2 separate regions of the Mus musculus genome follow, and region 1 is linked to region 2. A link is a contact called in public promoter capture Hi-C data. All regions are on one chromosome and are shown on one strand. The core of a region is the stretch at or near the end of the contact, and the rest is flanking DNA. Distances in the headings are between cores, read along the strand shown.

Evidence for each region. Capture Hi-C pulls out chosen DNA fragments and counts their contacts.
Region 1: a contact with region 2 is called in a promoter capture Hi-C map of adipose tissue. The contact joins two enhancer-like sites. A contact is called at or near these places in 1 of 15 datasets of contacts at CTCF or cohesin (embryonic stem cells), 19 of 484 Hi-C or Micro-C datasets (the HL-1 cell line, embryonic stem cells, erythroblasts and 1 more), 1 of 115 datasets of contacts at active chromatin or transcription factors (embryonic stem cells) and 1 of 9 other capture datasets (adipose tissue).

Annotation. Positions count from the first base shown.
Region 1 is chr3:28,109,744-28,116,570 of GRCm38.p6, reverse strand. Pld1 (phospholipase D1) reads right to left here. Exons shown (of 27, transcript NM_001164056.1): 22 at 6,723-6,827; 23 at 4,279-4,328. Among named protein-coding and RNA genes, the nearest start is that of Gm42196, 63 kb to the left of the region's middle. Within about 2 kb of position 4,835, at least 4 of the 459 cell types and tissues checked have an H3K27ac peak or open chromatin away from gene starts, as enhancers often do. A contact at or near this core is called in adipose tissue, where this site is marked.
Region 2 is chr3:28,007,860-28,014,692 of GRCm38.p6, reverse strand. All of the region lies in intron 2 of Pld1 (phospholipase D1), which reads right to left. Among named protein-coding and RNA genes, the nearest start is that of Pld1, 73 kb to the right of the region's middle. Within about 2 kb of position 2,327, at least 31 of the 459 cell types and tissues checked have an H3K27ac peak or open chromatin away from gene starts, as enhancers often do. A contact at or near this core is called in adipose tissue, where this site is marked.

The sequences.
Region 1 (6,827 bases), core at 3,586-6,085, 99 kb before region 2:
GGAGAAGAGAGGAGAAGAGAGGAGAAGAGAGGAGAAGAGAGGAGAAGAGAGGAGAAGAGGAGAGGAGAAGAGAGGAGAAGAGAGGAGAAGAGAAGAGAAGAGAAGAGAAGAGAAGAGAAGAGAAGAGGAGGAAAGGAAATCAAAGAAAGGAAGGAAGGAAGGGAGGGAGGAAGGGAGGGAGGGAGGGAGGGAGGCAGGCGGAGGGAAGAAAAAACAGACAGGGAGAAAAGACCTGTCTAGGAAGGGGCACCATGTGTAATCTTGGTGTTCTCTGTCAGATACAGTTGGTGTGCACTGATGATGGCAATGTACCCCACCTTTCACCCGCCCCCGCCCCAGCTCCGAGTGAAAGAAATCAAGGAACTCTGAGAACTGGTGTTCTACTCTGAAGAAAGCTGACTTCACAGGAAACAAACACAAAGCTGGTGGTATTAATGTGCACTACCAAGTTACAGTGAGGAATGTGAGTGATTTCAGAGGAAAACAAGGCGCTGCGCCACAGATACTCGAACGCCTTCGTGAAGAGAGGGCAAGACCAGTCCTGGGGTGATGTCATGGGACATGAGGCTCTCCAGACACACAGCCCAGGACTAACTGTGATTGACAGCACTGTCTGGGCTCCACACAAGTGCTGGAGGTTTACAAGGTAATCTTGAGGGAAAAAAACAAAAACAAAAACAAAACAAAACAAAAAACAAAGACCACTAAGCGTTAGTTAGCACAGGCTTATTGCTTAGACTTGGAGCTCTGGGTATCTGTGTATTTCTAATTTCGACTGAATACCCCTGGCCACTAATTTACACTGACTTGACCCTAAAACCCAAAATGTTATACTTCACCAAAATGATACAAATGATAATGGGATGCTTTAACCTGAACACTAAGTCTCTGGAGATTACAGGTCAGAGACTGGCTAGGGCTGGAATGCTTTTCAGGAATTTTAATGTCGTCACCGCTGCAGCTTGATTTAAAATAACTGAGGCAGCACCAGGAGCTGCAACTCTGCACCCAGTTGGAGATGAGGAAGCCGGGCCTGTAGAACCCACCACACGCTAACAAAAACAAACCTGGCAACATCCTCACTTGAATAAAGCTAAAGGTTTTCTTTAGCTTCAGACCCTTCATCTGGCCTTTGCCACATTTGTTTTTGTTGGGGTACAGGAGGGTCAGGGATGAAAGCAAGCTGCTTCTTAACCTTCTCAACCTGGCAACTCAATCTTTTGCTTCAGAAGAGGGCACTCTGTAATTAATCTTCTCTCTCCACGTTTAGAACAGGAATATTTCCTCCACAAAGAGGCCTTATTTCGACTTGTTCTCAGGGTGCTTAGAAACGTTCCCTCAAGCAGGCTTACCGCTGAAATTGTTTCTTATGTTAAAATCCAATTTCTTTCCCCTGAATGGCAAAGGCGAGATGAAGGGTCTGGAGCTAAAGAGAAACGGCTTTATTCAAGTGCAGGATGAGAAAGAAAAGCAGCAGCTGGCTTTGATTCCTGACTCTCCTGTACCCTCACCGGCTCCTTACAAGCATTAGGCAGCATGGGTGCCTTCCTACGCTGTTATTTCAGTATGTCTTTTATATAGACTGATTCATCAACCCATAGAGACCAAGGTGACACTCTGGACATCTGCTCTCTCCTGGGTACAGTTAGGCAATGTGCATAACTGTGTCTGAACACACCGTAAGTAAAAATTTCCTAAACTTTCCAACACTGATTGACATGTGTGTGCATATATGATAGCGGAAATTCAAGTCTATTTATTTATTTACTCACTTACTTATTTTGAGGGACAGAGTCTCACTATGCCTGTCCTAGAATTCACTATGTAGACTGGGCTGGTCTTGAACTCACAGAGTCCTGCCTCTGCCTCTTCATTGCTGAGATTAAAGGCACATACCATCACACTCAGTGGGTCCTATAGTTTTTAAAACTAACAAATCCTCTAAAACCTTATAAAAATTATATTTCCTAAAGTTCCTTAGCATGAAATTTCCCACTTTTAGTTGTACAATTCAGGCCTGGGACTAAGGTTCAGTGGCAGAGTACCCACTTTGTGTGTACAAGGCTTTCTATCCAATCTCAGAAGTACAAATAAATAAAGACTATGATTCAGTAGATGGATTTTTTTGATGGTTTTGTTTATTTTGTTATTTTGGTTATTTGTTTGAGAAAAGGTCTCACCATGTAGACCAGGCTACCTTCCAATTCTACAAGACCCATCTCCCTCTACCTCCCAAGTGCTGACTCAAAGTCAAGTACTGCCACATACCACAGATTTTTTTGTTTGTTCGTTTGAGGCAGATTTTTGAGATTTATTTTTCATATATCCCAAGTTGTCCTTGCACACGCTGTATATCTAAGGATAACCTTGGATGACCTTGAGTGGGGATGACCTGTCTATCTAAGGATGACCTTGGATGACCTTAAGTGGGGATGACCTGTCTATCTAAGGATGACCTTGGGTGACCTTGAGTGGGGTGGCCTATCTAAGGATGACCTTGGATGACCTTGAGTGGGGATGACCTGTCTATCTAAGGATGACCTTGGGTGACCTTGAGTGCGGATGACCTATCTAAGGATGACCTTGGATGACCTTGAGTGGGGATGACCTGTCTGTCTAAGGATGACCTTCCTCTCCCTCTTCTGAATGCTTAGATTACAGATGTGCACCACTGTACTTGGTCTGTGTTCTGAATGTTTGGATTTTTAAGAAGTATATTCACAGTGCTATGTAGCCATCACCATGACCTAATTTTAAGACATTTCTTTTCTCTCCCCATGCCCACCTACTTGGCATCCAATTCTACCTACTCTCCTCAGACCTTAGCAATCACCATAAAACTTTCTTTCTGTTGCTATGGATTCACCGAGTAAAGATATTTCATAAAAATGCAACCGTATAACATGTGGCCTCTTGTGCCTGGCTTCCTTCAGTTAGGCCAGTACCTACATGATTCATCCATATTGTAGCACATACTGTTTCATTGCTTTTTATAGTTTATCAGTACTAACCCATCACTATGATTGACAGAGAATGGCAGAGCAGGATATCTGATGTGCTTTTCTGGCCTTCATGTAATTGATCAGTTATTGGACATTGTATGGTTTCTGGCTATTTTGGCTATGACCACTCACTCATATGCAAATTTTGAATAGATGCAGTATATATATATGAAATAAGAGAAAATTTCTGGCTTATTTATTTTCAAATAACACTGTACCAATTTGAATTCCCAACAGCAATGCATGAGGGTCCCACTGTTCATACGTCCTTGACAATACCTGATGTCATTTTAGCCATCCTAGAGGGGGTCAAGGCATCTCAAGGTGAGTTTCACTTGGTTTTTCCCAGTGGCAAGTGATATTAAACATCTTTCATGTATTTACTAGTTATGTCTGTATCTCTTTGAAATTAAATGTCTATTTAGGTATTTTATTTATTTTAAAAATGAGCTAATTCTCTCTTTTACTATGAGTTATAGGATTTTTTTTACATGGTCTGAATACTGGTCCCATATATATATGAGGAGCAAACATTTTTCTCTCGTTCTTTCCTTCTTTTTTTCTCATACCCACTTAGAGTGTATGTGTAGAAAGAGTTGTAGCAGTGTTTCCTTCCTCATCTAGAGTTGTCTCAAAGATCACAAAGATGGTTATGTCATGGGCTGTTTTCACTAAGTATAAGAAAGTGCTATGAGAATCCCTGGACTTCTGTATAAGCAGATGCAATAGATAGATAACCGCCGGCCTGCCTCATAGACCTGTTTTGCTCATCCTTAAGACAGAGATGACCTGTACGGGGCTGTGCTGGGACAAGTGGAGAATGCATACAGACAGTCCTTGTGAGACTGCTCAGCAATTGTTGATATTATAAAAGTAAATCAATCAATAAAAGTTGCAGAGTATTTCTAGTGTTTCTTACTCACGTACCTCATGCATGGGTGTTTTCCTTTGAACACTGGTTTGGGCAATTTAATGAGAAAAGATGGTTTCCCTCTGTTGAGCATTTCGTGAGGTGGCTTACATGTAAAGACACGATGTGACATTCACATTGCCAGGATAGTTTTTTGTTTATCCATTTGAGATGTGTGCATGACGGGTTTTCTAGATTGGTTAAGTAGGAAGGTCTACTCCTACTAGTGTGAGCACCATTCCATAATCAGGCTCCAGACTGAACAAAAAGGACAAAGGGTATGTCAGCATCCTCTCCACCTCTAATCCTGCTAACTCCTGATGTTCCCTAGAAACAATTGCAGAAGAAAAAAAAAGCATGACTTACGCTCTGGCTTTAACTGTTCAAGGATGGAGCTCTCCCCTCTGCACATGGTTCTGAAAACACGGAAAGAGACAGTTACAGACGTCCCCACATGTGTAAAAGCACAGTTGTGGAGGTTCCCCACACATGTAAAGGCACAGATACAGAGGTCCCCATACCTGTAAAGGCACAGTTATGGAGATGCCCACACATGTAAAGGCACAGTTATGGAGATGCCCACACATGTAAAGGCACAGTTATGGAGATGCCCAATAACCAAGTCTGACACCAGTACCTGTGGACATGACCCTAACCCAAGCAGAAACAGGACATGTACTTTCATGAGAAAGTGCTATGCCCATTTTCAAAAGTTAAAACTGTAACAGGAATTTTTTTGTAATGTTACTGAAAAAAAAAAACCAAGGTAGTTATTTTGAGGTGAGCTGATGGAAGAGTTATAAAACTGATCCAGGTTTTAGGGAGAGAGATGGGCTCTGCATGAACTTTCCCTTAGAAAACCTTGTGACGGGAACGATAAGTTTGGGAGTGTTCCCAGATAAGAGCACTTATACAGTCATCCTGCTTTCGGGGGTGAAAAGGGCAAACTTTTGGCAAAGCACCAGGGACAGAGCAAACTATTTTACTGGGCTATTTCCATCGAGTCAGCAAAAACCTGGACATGAGAAAAATCAAGGTTTAAATAACTGGCTCTGCTGAGGATTTTTGGTCTCTCAAGCTGTTAAATATTGATGACTCTAACGGACAAGCAAGGGACACCAGCCATCCTGAGGTTCTATCATGTCACAGGGGACATTTTCTTCAGTGGCATGCCACCAGGATGCTCACGCCGCCACAAATCACCTCTCACGAATGCAACCGCAAACAACACTAAAGGAATTCACAGGTTCACAAAAGAAAGAGGAAGGAGAAAGCAAAGCAGAAGAGAGGCTAGTTGGAAAGAGGTCGAGGTGGCCTGAGTGAGAGAGGACAAAAGTGGGGGGTAGATATGATCAAATTATTAGATGCTTGTAAGAAAATGTTATAGCAAACACAGTATTATTTACAATTAGTATGTGCTCATAAAAATTTTAAAATTAAAATTGAAAATATTTGATCTGGAGTGATAATAAAATTATATAAAAAGGAAAGAAAACAAAAATTCTTTGTTCCATCTGCCTGTTGTATAAAAGTAATTAACAATACAGCATGCCTGGGAAGGCTGATAGCCTTCAAATAGAGATGTTTTTCATAATGAAAGGTTATAGTTTGGGTTGCTGAACAGCAGCCAAATGTGTATATCATTCAGCTGGTTCAAAAATATCAAGAAACAATCATAGGAAATAATCACAGCAGACAATATTCCAAAAGTAATATTTGAATTGCCAAGAAAGCAGACAGAGTGCAGTTAAACATCACCAACTATGACAGGGCTATGTCCCACATCAGACAACAGCAGAGATGAACCCATCTTCAGCCAGAATGTGTAGAGCAAAGGCTGTCATTGTAGCCAGGTGGATTCACCCCTGGGAAACAGCATTAGTACTAATCATTCAGGTAAAATCCTGGCAGGTGAACAGGCACAAGGTAGCAGTCAGTGGGAGAACAAAACCAACAACTAGGCAGGAAGACCGGGGTTGTCCCCAGCACTGCAAACCAGGCACGGTGACAAACAGCACTTGGAAGGTAAATGCAAGAAGATCACAAGTTCAGAGTCAGCCTCAGCTACACAGGGAGTTTCAGGACATCCTGGGCCATCAAACACTACCACAATCCCACCCAAAGGCACCTCAAACTGTCAGAGGCAACTGGGGTCCTTTGAAGCCAAGCAAGGTGCATGTCGCCCTCCACCCAAGTGTGCCCAAGGCCCTGAACCCATCTCTGTTTGGTCCACTATAAAGTCTCATTCTTCCCCCTCATAACTCCTAAAAGGATGATTAGAAAAGTGTAAAACACAAAGAACATATTCAGGTTGTCCTCTCTGCTCTAACTGAAAGCGCTCAAACTGTACCTGGATTGTGTTCGCACTTACTTCTCCTGTTTTATTTTTCTCTACTTCCTGGAAACAATAAAGGGATTAGTGCATAGATATTTTTCACTAATATGATATATTAAAACGAATACAAAAGAGGCACTAGCTGGGCCTTCTGGAGGCAGAGGCAGGAGTGTCTCTGAAATTCAAGGTCAACCTGGTCTACATAGCAAGTTCCAGGCAGCACATAGTGAGATGGAGAGGGGGAAGGAAAGGAGAAGAGGGGAGGGGAGGGAAGGAAAAGAGACAGAGACACAGACAGAGACAGAAAGAGACATACACAGAATGACTAGTTTTTTGGTGCTGTTATACTTGACAGAGCCACCATGGATAACTGCGACATCTGAATTTCATTACCCTGTAAAGACTAAGGTTTAAAAGCGCATTACTGAGCAAATAAGTAGAAACACTGTAGCTCCCTCCTTGGTGTTCAGGGTACCTGTAGTTGAAGTGCATTATTGCCTGTAGAGCGTTCCCCCCGCCTGTGGAAATGTCTCCCTCGAATCCCGGCAGCAGCGGTATCACAATGTACACCCGATATCTC
Region 2 (6,833 bases), core at 1,078-3,577:
CCAATAAATAAATACTCAACTTGTTATGGCTAAGAATTGAAGATTCACACCATGTGTTTCCAGAAAAGGTGGTAACTGCACATGAATTTATGGGGAACCCCCCCCACTTATTCTTGTGTAAAAAGTATACTACTAAGCAAGGTGATATGAACATGTCAACAAGGTAAACTGAGCTCACCGATGTTTTAGTGGATGAAATAAATACATACCCCAAGACACAAATAGCATTCACCAGTATTAAGATGACATAAAGAAATATTTCCTTTTAGTGATTCAGAAAACCCAAGAAGAGTGTTTTCATGACCATGGAGTTTCCTTTAGTAAAGCACACATGAGGAAGGATACAGCAAGGACAAGGATGGTGGTGACAATGCTCAAAGCAGCCAAAGTAGCTCTTGCCCCCTGTTATCATCGCCCTGCTGTCATCACCCTGCCATCAGCCTGCCATCACCCTGTCTCATCCTTGGCATTCAGGGTCTGGTTTATATCTTGGAGAAATCTGTACAGATCTTAAGGATGCTCCCCTGTGTAACCCAACACCACATGTCTGACCAAGAAAAAACAGTTCTGGACAACTTCAATACCAGTAGCCACTGGGCTCTGGCAAAACCCAGGGGGCCAGGCTCCTGAACCTCCCTCTGCAAGACTGAGCAGAGTGTGAAAATTTTATTTTCTTACTCCTTATGAAGCTTAGCCTGTTGAGGAAAGTTAAATGAGATTTTTTTTTTTTTTTTTTTTTTTTGAGACAGGGTCTCAGGTAACCCAGGCTGCCCTTGAACTCCTGATCCTTCTGACTCCACCCCACCAGTTCTGGGATTACAGACCTGGTAGCTTTGAACTATTTCCACTACGGTTGCTTTCTTTCTTCAAGTGCTTAGCTAGAAGAACTTGATTCTCTTACATAGACGATCAACAACAAATTTTCCCAGATATCTAAAATCTGTCTTCACACACGTGAACGGACAAACAATTCACATTGTAACAAGTGTAGGCCACACACAGAGCACTTCTGTGACTCTGCAGGCTCACATCCAGCCCAAAGGAAGCTGGCAAATGCACATGTGCAATCTCTCCCTGCATTCTCAGCGGAATTAGCTTCCCCAGGGGTGGAAACCACAGAATCGCATCTATTTAAGCTTCCCGAGGCAACATAAAAGCCATCCAGGATGCTTTGTATGGTTATTTAATACAATTTAAGAACAACAACAAGAAGAAACAAGTGGAGAGCATCAGAAATGACAGTCCAGATGCTTAAAAACTGGTGTCATGGGTACTGGCTTCTCAGTGTTAATTTACTCCTTCAAATTCTATGTCGTATCCACAGAACTTGATAATACTAAAACCCAGCTATAATAAAAATAAACAGATAAGACTTGTCTTCTAAAATCCATATCAAGAATTGCTATAAGCCCAGAGGAAGGTAAGGCATATTAGAACAACTGAGAACCAAATACAGATCCCAAAGTCAGGTGTGTGAATACGAGTCTCTCGTTTATGACAATGACAGAGATTAGTGAGATCAGATTCTTCAGTCAGTGATGCTAAAGTTGACCATTCATAAGGAAATATTAATCAAAATCAGACCTTCCTCTCAGGTCTCCCATAAAAATTCTTCTAGATTATAGTCCTTTGTATAGACAACATGTGTATTTAGTATTAAAAGTCTAAATGTGCACAACAAAATTCTAAAACTTTGAAGTAAAATATAAAAGAACTGCTACTGGGACCTTAGGAGAAGGGATAGTCATATAACACAAAAAATAGAAACCAAAGCCAGAAGAGGAGACTCAAGCCTTAAATCCCAGCACTCAGGCGAAAGAGGCAGAAGAATTGTTGCAAATTTGAGCATAGCCTGGGCTACATAACACAACCCTGTCTGCAAAAAAATTAACCAAGCAAACAAATCAATAGGAAAAATCACCACAGAAATGCTGAGAATTTCAACCATGCAGAAGTTTAACACTTTAATAGACAAGAGTCAAAACTCTATGCATTGAATAAAGTAGATCCCAGATTGAGAGAAAATATATACAAATAATTTCTACAAATATGAAAGAAAAAAATTCAGAGACAACAGAAGTATGTTTGGGTACACATCAGCATTGGAAGTAAATTTAGAATGATAGCCCTTTAGTCACCCCGTCTTTCTGGCATCTCAGTGTTCTCAATGGAATAAAAGAGGTCACTTCACCCCAGTGGACTGCTAAGCTTTTTGCAAGGCCACAGCTACTACTGCATGCTGCTGAGGAAATGAAACTCTCATCCACTGCTGATCAGAACAGTAGCTGAAACAAATGTACTGAAGCAATGTGGTAGCTGCCGGGGAACCTAAAGATGGCGCAACCTACCGTCCCACAAGCCTTCCCCTAAGCACAGTCATAACTTCCCATCCAAGAGGGCGTGAAAAAACATATCCAAATGGGCTTTGAGGCAACTCAAAACAAAGGAATCTGGGTAGATAAAACATGCAGCCTCGAGAGTAGACAAACTCAGGGCCAAGCATGGGGGCGTGTGGGTATAACCCTGGTACCCAAGCAGTCGGAGAGCAGAGAACAGGAGTTCAAGGTCATCCTAAGATATACAAAACACTGGAGTCCATCCCAGGCCACAGGATACTCTGTCTTTAAAAATAGAATGAAAGTGTGTATAGGAAGCAGAAGCAGGGAGAACTCTGTGAGTTCAGGGCCAGCTTTTGTCTACATAGTATAATCCAAGACAGCCTGAACTGTAAAATACAGAGACTTGCAGTGTATGGAAATATATATATTTTACAAAAACAAACAAACAAAAAAGCCTATGCCACACAGGAAAAAGAGACATCAAAATTATGTTTAAGCAAGGTGTGGTGGCACACACAAAATTATGTGTAAGCACCCAGATGGCTGAGACAGGAGGATAACCTACAAGATAGTTTGTCACAACAAATGTATCTCTAGACATCAATAGGGAAACAATAAAGACAAAGTGAGACCTCCAGCTTGAAAGAGACTAGTGAGCGGTGTGTGCTCCTGGGGCATCTGAGAACACATCACAGTGGTGTTAGTGAGCGGTGTGTGCTCCCGGAGCATCTGAGAACACATCACAGTGGTGTTAGTGAGCGGTGTGTGCTCCTGAGGCATCTGAGAACACATCACAGTGGTGTTAGTGAGTGGTGTGTGCTCCTGAGGCATCTGAGAACACATCACAGTGGTGTTAGTGAGTGGTGTGTGCTCCTGGGGCATCTGAGAACACATCACAGTGGTGTTAGTGAGTGGTGTGTGCTCCCGGGGCATCTCAGAACACACCACAGTGGTGTTAGTGAGTGGTGTGTGCTCCCAGAGCATCGAGCACAATTATTTCCTGGTCTGACTACCAGGGTGAGTGATGCACCAGCCATCATTCCTCACATTGTCCCAGGGGCCTGATCATCCCATCACCCTCTTACTTCCTATCACGTACTACCTCTTCTTCCTTGTCTGCCAGATGACACCTTCTAAGCTCCTCTTAAAGCTTTCTGCTTTTCCCTCATCCATTCTGCAGAAGCAAGAGGCCATGTGTCCATCCATTACACTCCATGGTGGATGGAGCTCTACTTCTTTGGGGGCACCTTCATGTGCAAGGCATGTGAGATATGCCTTGCCTTTATTGTGATCTCTGGGGACCAGGTCAGCTGGATCATCCCCCAAAGATGTTCATGGTAACCAGTTTTTTCCAAATAAAATATACTAGTCAATTGAAAGGAAAGACATCTGAATCTACAGTTTACCCTCTCCTCAGCCTCGCATCCATCCTTACACTATAGCAATGTGCAGAACACATGCTCACCTGGCTCCTGGTATTGATGCTGCCATGTATTGGGTATCTCCCAGACCTTGGACTCCATAAGTATGGAAGGACAGCCTTCAACATCTCATCCTCCTGCTCCTACCTCCTGATGGTTTTGATTACAGGCATAGCCACATCAGGATTATGTAACACTACAGCTAGGCCCCTGAGCCTTCCACATTCCAGACTAGCATCCTGCCAACCAGGCTGATTTATCAGTGGCAGAACTGTAACCTTTTAAATCACTTAGGATATACTGCATTAATTTTTATATTACTTCACTTATAGTATACTGTATTAAGTTTTAGATTATAGAATACTTATAAAATACTATATTACCTTCTATGTCATATTTTATGTTGTGTTTCTTAATCGCACTGAATTTGGGGGTTTGGTTTTTTTGTTTTTTGTTTTTTCCATCTTATAATTTTACCGCATAGGATGGAGGACTAGTGCATATGAAATACTTCACCCTGTTCCTGACACAAAGTGTGATGTCACACAGGTCAATGTTACTAACAGTTAGCAATGACTGTCACCAAAGCATGTCAATCATTGAGCACTAACAGTTCAGTCAAGTGAAGTGAAAAATTAAAAACAGCTAACAGACCTGCTTACTCAGTGCCAAACAGAACGGTAGCCCAGCACAGCTTGCCTGCCTGCCTGCCTGCCTGCCTGCCTGCCTGCCTGCCTGCCTGCCTGCCTGCCTGCCTGCCTGCCTGCCTTCCTTCCTTCCTTCCTTCCTTCCTTCCTTCCTTCCTTCCTTCCATCTCCAACAAGGAAATCCAACAGTCTTCTCCTTACTGAATGGAGGTTACTGACTCATGATTTCTTCGTGTCCTGGATGAGCTTCTGCCCAGAACCACTGGTCAAATCCTTACGGTAGACGTCTCTGTAGGGCTGTAGCCCGTTTTCTTCTTTGACCCCAACACTACTCTTTTTTTTATAATATTTTTTTATGAGGTATTTTCCTCAATTACATTTCCAATGATATCCCAAAAGTCCCCCACACCCTCCCGCCCACTTCCCTACCCACCCATTCCCATTTTTTGGCCCTGGTGTTCCCCTGTACTGGGGCATATAAAGTTTGCAAGTCCAATGGGCCTCTCTTTGCAGTGATGGCCGACTAGGCCATCTTTTGATACATATGCAGCTAGAGCCAAGAGCTCCGGGGTACTGGTTAGTTCATAATGTTGTTGCACCTACAGGGTTGCAGATCTCTTTAGCTCCTTGGATACTTTCTCTAGCTCCTCCATTGGGGGCCCTGTGCTCCATCCAATAGCTGACTGTGAGCATCCACTTCTGTGTTTGCTAGGCCCCGGCCTAGTCTCTCAAGAGACAGCTATATCAGGGTCCTTGCAGCAAACGCTTGCTAGTGTATGCAATGGTGTCATCGTTTGGAGGCTAATTATGGGATTTAGTCTTTGCATTCAAACTTTAGAAACAGATCAGCTCTAGGCTGATGGTAGCACATGCTTGAGATCCCAGTGATTGGGGATCTAGATAAGCAGAGCACTGGGGGGGGGGGGTCTGGCCAACCATCCTAGTCAGCAAGTTCTAGGCACCAGGGAGACCTCTTCACAAATAAAACAAGGTGGATATCTTCTTGGTTGCCACCTCCCCCCACCCCTGCCCCAAGAACAAATTCTGTCTGTTGTACCTCATGTCTTTGGTATCTGTTGAAAAGGACAGAATTAAGCAAATTCCATTCTCAGTAGACATGGTATGTGTGTATTTATAATGAAGGATAGGAAGTTAATATAATATAAATCAATAAGTTCCTATGATTCATGCATTTGGTGGCAAGCACTATTAAAATATGAGGGAGGGGCTGGAGGGATGGCCCAGAGGTTAAGAGTACTGGTTATTCTTCCCAAAAACCTGGGTTCAACTCTGGCATACATCTGACAGCTCACAACTGTCTGTGGCTCCAGTTTTAGGGTATCTGACACCCTCAATCAGACATACATGCAGACAAAACACCAATGCACATAAAGTTAAAGAAAAAAAAAGTAAAGGTATGAGAGAAACTTCAGAGTGTCTAAGCAAACCTCGGTAAGCAACCCTTGTATTCACTGAAGCCAGCATGCGATGGCCTGGGAGTCGTTTAGCCCAGCTTCCTTCAGTGTCCTGTGAAGACAGAGGCTGAGACTCACTCAGAAGAAACGTAAGAGACTAGAAGTTGGCCTCTCCATGGATTGCCTGCCCAAACATGTTTCAGGAGTGGATTCTTTCCAAAGAATGAAGCTTGAGCCACCTCTGCAAATATGTCAGCAAGCCAACTAGACAGGCAGGATACAGCGATTTAATCTGCTCAGCTTTCAGACTCCGCCCTCGGGATGTAGACTGGCTGCTTACTGAAAAGAACCAGTTCTGTCCTCACTCTAGAAGCTTTGCTGTCTTGCACCATGCTAAGATGCAGAGCTATCCTGAGAACAACTACCATCACAGACACCCTGCCCCAGGAACAGGCAGACTCAGGCTGCATCCCTGAAACAAATAAAGTGTGCTGCACTATATGATGATTCAAGCCCAGAATCCCAGCACTTAGGGGCTATGACAGAAAGATTGCTGTGAGTCAAAGGCTAGCCTGGGCTATGTTGTGAGTTCAGGTCAGTGTAGGCTAAAGAGTAAGACTCTCTGTACAGAGTGAGAAAGAGGGAGGAGGGAGGGATGGAGGGAGACAGCAGGCTGCCAAACTAATAAAATGGGGTTGAAATTCATCTGCCAACGATGAATCAGCCGCACCATCTTGCTTTCTGGCCAGGCCACTTTCCATTTATCAAGCATCTTTCCATTTATGGTGCTCATTCTCTCAAACTCAGCGTATTGTTGAGCACCACACTATGGGTGGGATGTAAATGGCGATGCCTTTTACTTTTCAGTGGAAGGGGGGTGGGGGGGTGGGAGGACCTTCTCACGCTCCCTCGCCTTACTTGGGCAATGGACTCCTTCCTTCCCAAGTCTCTGGAGGAGCCTCCCCACTGCCCTCTACTGTCAGCCACCGGAACTTATTTCCAACCCTCCTT